Regions from separate parts of the Rattus norvegicus genome. Here region 1 is linked to region 2. Evidence: chromatin contacts called from public Hi-C data. All regions are on one chromosome and are shown on one strand. The core of a region is the stretch at or near the end of the contact, and the rest is flanking DNA. Distances in the headings are between cores, read along the strand shown. Region 1 holds the start of Socs3 (suppressor of cytokine signaling 3). Region 2 has its middle 37 kb from the start of Tha1.

Region 1 (2,700 bases), core at 144-2,643, 59 kb after region 2:
CTTCTCAATGCTACTGCCTCTTCACAATGGGGAGGAGGCGTCTGGGGTGCCAGAGGACTTTGGGATCTGGGAGGTTTCATTAGCTGCCCCGTGGGAGAGGAGCCTGGCACCAGTATGGCTCTCTTCAGGTCACCCCTTGCCTCTCCCCAGAGCCGGGAGCCACCACTCCTCACCTAGGCTGGGCAGTAGGAGTGGCTATTTCTTTGGCCAAGCCTGAAACCCTTCACACACCCTTTTTCCTCCTCCATCTTTCCCCCAGGCCTGGCGCCTGCTGATCAAAACCAAATCAAAGCGCAAACAAGTTCCGGTGGGAAAGTTTGAAGATTCCCCTGCAGTTCTCATTAAGTTCAACACTTGGAGGTGTCCCCACCTCCCTTGGGAAGCAGGAGGGGTGTGGAGGAAGGGGAGGGGAGAGGAGAGTCCGCTTGTCAATGCTATTGTCCCACCAGGCCGGCTGGCTCCACTTGAGAGAAGCTGGAGCTGGGGGAGGGGAAGCAGGTGGCAACTCCCCCCTCCCCTCAGACGCGTTCCAGGTCCTGCCTGCCCCACTCTGCGGAGTGGAGGGCCTGAGGAAGAAGCCTATCTTCTGCTGGGCTAACTGGGAGCTACCGACCATTGGGGCTGGATTTTTGTGCTTGTGCCATGTGCCTCGGAGGAGAGGCGACCGATCCAGGCCCCCTCTGACCCTTTCTTTGCTCTTTAAAGTGGAGCATCATACTGGTCCAGGAACTCCCGAATGGGTCCAGGCAGCTGGGTCACTTTCTCATAGGAGTCCAGGTGACCGTTGACAGTCTTCCGACAAAGATGCTGGAGGGTAGCCACGTTGGAGGAGAGAGGTCGGCTCAGTACCAGCGGGATCTTCTCGCCCCCAGAATAGATGTAGTAAGCTCTCTTGGGGGTACCCCCGGGGAGTGCCTGGGCAGGTGGCTGCTCCTGAACCTCAGAGGAGGGTTCCGTCGGTGGTAAAGAGAAGGAGGGGGCCCCTGGGGGCGGCATGTAGTGGTGCACCAACTTGAGTACACAGTCAAAGCGGGGCACTGGCTGCGTGCTCCGGGGGTCACTCTGCAGCGAAAAGCTGCCCCCCTCGCACTGGATGCGTAGGTTCTTGGTCCCCGACTGGGTCTTGACGCTCAGTGTGAAGAAGTGGCGCTGGTCCGAGCTGTCGCGGATAAGAAAGGTGCCCGCGGGCTCGGCGCTGAGCAGCAGGTTCGCCTCGCCGCCGGTTACGGCACTCCAGTAGAATCCGCTCTCCTGCAGCTTGCGCACGGCGTTCACCACCAGCTGGTACTCGCTCTTGGAGCTGAAGGTCTTGAGGCGCAGGCTGGTGTCCAGGGGGCGGCTCATCCCGGCGGCGGGAAACTTGCTGTGGGTGACCATGGCGCACGGAGCCAGCGTGGATCTGCGCGGCGGTGGCTGCAGCTGCTTCGCGGCCTCCGCACAGCGGCCGCTACCGCATCCCGGGGGGCTGCAGAAAGCAAAGCGCGAGGCGCGTGAGTACCCGGAACCCTCCAGCGTGCCCGGCCCTCCAGCCACCGCCTAGCGCCTGGGGCACCCCTTTGACCCGCTGAAGACTGTGTCTCAGACCCGGCCACCTCGCTGGGCTCTCCTGGCCTCGGTCTTTGCCGACCAACCCCAGACAGTCCCTTCCCCAGCTCTCCCTAGGAGGACGCCCAGAGAAACTCGCGCGTGGAAGTTGGATCTCCAGGAGCGCGGCCAGGATAGGGAGAGATACAAGAGCCCTAGGGACGCTCAGGGCGCCGCTCAGTCCGGTGCCCTCAGTGGCGAGGACGAAAAAAAAAAAAGGGGGGTGCCAAACCCGAGATATGCGGGAGAGGGGACAGGAGAAGCCCGAGGGCCCCAGTCTGAGTATTACGGGAACCCGGGATCTTCGGTTCTCATCCGCTCTACCCCCTACCTCGTCCCCTCCCTACCGGGAATGACCCGGGAAGGGGAGGAGAAACCGGGAAAAGCTCCCGAGCTGGACCGAGGCCCCCACCCTTCCCCACACCGCGCCCCTCCTTCCTACCTAGTCCCGAAGCAAAGTCTCCGGCCTTGGGGCTGCGCCTCCTATGGTCCCCGAGACGAGGCGGCGGCCAGCAGTGGCTCGCGCTGCGCCCAGATGTTGGCAGCCGTGAAGTCTACAAAGGGGCTCCCCGTGCGTGCGCCCCCTCTGGCTTCGCTGCTTCCAGGACCGACCAGGAGCGCTCCTGGGTGGATCATGCAAAGGACCTGGGCGAGGGACCTCAGCGGAGAACTGGACCGGGCAGGGGGCGTCCGGGAGCCCGGAGAGACAGCGGTGGCAAGAGCAGGCGAGAGTAGAGTCGGAGTTAAGCCGCCGCGGAGGCCGCGCGCGCGGGTATTTACCCGGCCAGCACGCCCCGCCCCCCCGATTCCTGGAACTGCGCGGCCGGTCTTCTTGTAATGTTTAGTCACTACTCTGCACTGAAAGGCTGTGCGCGGAGGGCGAGGGAGGGGCCGCGGGCGGCCGAGGGCGGGCCTGGAGCTGGGGCCTCCTGGACCCGCCGAGACTCACCGAGAGGGAGACAAAGCGCGGCGCGAGGCTGCCCGACCGGCGGGCGCGGCGCCAGCCGTGGCCGAGCGTTCCTGGCAGCGGCCCCTCCCCCGCGCGCTCCGCCCCCAACTTCTCATTCACACTTTCCCCCCCACCCCCTCCCTTCTAAGAAGGCTGGTTTCTGGCAG
Region 2 (2,700 bases), core at 93-2,592:
CCGGATTCCAGTTGCTTCCCATTTCCTCCCCAGGGCCAGCTAGGGCCCAGGGGAGCAGTTTCACACCAGGCCACTAGAGGGAGCCCTTTGCAGCGCAGTGGCCCTCAGCAAAAGCCAGAGCTGTAGGCTGTGTGTTTCCACTTGAAAGCCTGGGTGAGGAAGGCAGCCCCAGATCTCTACTCTCTGCCTCTCTGCTGGGTGGCTTGGTTTTCTGTAGTTGGAGGTTCATCAATGCAAAAGGTAACCCCGTGAGAGCTCCAGACCATGGTGGGGATTGGGGGGAATCACCTAGGCCTTTATATGGCTGGGCTATTCTAGGTGTAGAATATGTGTCACAAGAAATAACTCAGTGGTAAATAGAGACAAGGACGCATCCATCTCACAGATAGGGAAATGGGGGCCCAGAGAATGACTTGACAGAACCAGACTTCAAACCTGGGAGTAGGGTCTTGGGTACCACAGTGTCAAGAAGCCCTGACTCTTAGGAAGGGGAGATTCCTCAGTCAGGTCTAATGAGCCTGCCCTTCAGGGAAGATCTGACAGGTCTGGCTTTAGATCTCAACTCTTCCACATGAGTGCCAGGTGGCCACAGGGCCTTTGCATGTATTGTGTGTTTACATATGGCTAGAAAGTACTTAGCAACTCTTTCTGTGTGCTTTTTCTTTACTGCAGGATGAGTTTCTGGTACTGGTGACCCAAGAATGCACGAGTCCATGAGCTAAGACGCACTCCATGTCCCATTTAATGTTCTGTCAATGTCTTGAGATTCTTACCTTTTTTTTTTTTTTTTTAATGAGGGACTCGATGTTTGCACAGTCCACTCAGCCACACACACAGCAGTCCTGTGAGCTTCTGTCTTTGCCTCAGGCCCTGTATCATTACCCACAACTGGCTGCCTTTAGGAAGGAAGGAACACGGATCTGGAGGCCCAGTGGCCTGACATGCCTCTAGTATCCAGCCTAAGCCTCTAAGCTGCCCCCTCAGAAGGGACACACATGGCCCTCCTTTCACAGAGATGCTCATCTGGCCTCTGGGCTGGCTGCTTCCATTCGAGGTCACAGGAGTGGTGTCTTCTTCCTTAGGCTAGTCAGCCCAGGGTCTGTTTAGCAATCAGGGCCTCTCAACCAAGTCTCCCCGAAATGGGGGCTTGGGGCCTCCTACCTGGCCTTTGGATTGAACATGGACAGAAAACCACAGGACTCTGAGGAGAAGTGACCTCCAACCCCTGCCCCATCACCAGGTCTCCCTGGCAGCGGCTGATGCCACCATCAAAGGGATAGCTCAGGTGACATCTTTTATCCTCGGTCCCTACCCAGGGTGAATGACCTCTGGGGCAGGGAGTGTTCTGGGAACAGGCAGTGTCCTGGCCAGCCGGGAAACTGAAGCCAGAGCCTAGCCATGGCCCCTCGAGGTCCACTTGGGTCCATTGAAGCTTCCCTCAGATGAGGACACCGATGCCAGTGACAGGAGGCTGGAGAAAGTACGTGGACGTGAGCCTCCTGCCTACACCCTGGTTGGGCTGTGCCCCCTTATCTAACTCAGTCTGGAGAACGCATGTCCAGATGAACTTCAAAGGGTCATGATTACAGTGGCTGCCAGCTCAACTTCCCTCGCTCAGACTCCTCCCTAACCCTCACGTGCTCCTCCACCTTCACCTGGAACTTAGCCACTTCCTGATGAGGCTTCTTCCAACTTGAGCTTGGCCTGACTGACACCCTCAGAGGAACCTTTGCCCTGTGACTGGGAACCTCTACTCTTTTTTTTTACAACAATAACAAAAGCCAAGGTTTAGTCCCTGTGCTCAGTAACAGGCAAACTGAGCTCGAGGCTGCTTGATTTACAGGGCAAGTTACAGGACAGGCAGGGCTCCACAGACAAACCCTGTCTCAAAAAAAACCCAAACAAACAAACAAACAATGGCCCAAAGACTTGTTTTTACTCATGTGTGTGCCCACAGAAACCAGAAGGCATCTGATTCCCTGAAGCTGGAGTTACAGACACTTGGGAACGGCCTGATGTGGGTGCTGGGAGCTGACCCAGGTCCTCTGCAAGAGTAGGAAGCGCTCTTAACTGCTGAGCCATCCACCACCCCTGTCTAGGAATTCTCAAGTATGTAGGCATGTATGTGTGCGTGCGTACGTGCGTGCATGCATGTATGTATGTATATATGTAAGTATGTTTGTATGTGAGTGCCTTGTATTTGTGTGCAACCATGAGTGTTTGTCATGTATGTGTGCGTGTCTTGGGGGCCAAATGGAGTTGGAGTTATAGGCTGCATGTGTCCTGGGAACCTTGAGTGGCATGTAGTCCAGGCTAGCCTCTGACTCACTACATAGTTTGACCTTCTGATCCTCCTACCTCTGCCTTCAAGGTACTGAGATTGCCAGCGCATGACACCACGTCCTATTTGCATGGTGCTGGGAACCGAACCCAGGGATCCTTGCACATTGGGCGGTCTCCCGACTGAGCATGCCTCCAGCCCTGCCCTCGGCTCTGGCCAACCTACCCCACATGTGGAGAAGGCTGCTGAGTGCTTGATATAGATGAAAGCCTACACTGTTTTCTTTGTCCCATCTCCACTCACAGCCAGACATAGAGCTCACCTGCAAACCCTGTCTCTCCACTACTCCCTCTAACTCTCCTTAGGAACTGCTCTCCTCAGGCTTGAGATCCCAAACACAGGTCCTGCTTGTCCTTGTC

The links. A called contact is a pair of places that touch in the nucleus more often than the background predicts.
Region 1: a contact with region 2 is called in a Hi-C map of liver, with 4 times the contacts expected there. The contact joins the promoter of Socs3 here to the enhancer-like site in region 2. A contact is called at or near these places in 10 of 12 Hi-C or Micro-C datasets (the A7r5 cell line, the Rat2 cell line, Schwann cells and 5 more) and 1 of 1 datasets of contacts at active chromatin or transcription factors (oligodendrocytes).

Annotation. Positions count from the first base shown.
Region 1 is chr10:103,693,375-103,696,074 of GRCr8, forward strand. It overlaps Socs3 (suppressor of cytokine signaling 3), which reads right to left and starts at 1,394. Exons shown (of 1, transcript NM_053565.1): 1 at 532-1,394. The coding sequence starts at 1,377. The coding sequence ends at 700.
Region 2 is chr10:103,634,794-103,637,493 of GRCr8, forward strand. No RefSeq gene overlaps it. Among named protein-coding and RNA genes, the nearest start is that of Tha1, 37 kb to the left of the region's middle. Within about 2 kb of position 1,343, at least 4 of the 93 cell types and tissues checked have an H3K27ac peak or open chromatin away from gene starts, as enhancers often do. A contact at or near this core is called in hepatocytes, kidney and liver, where this site is marked.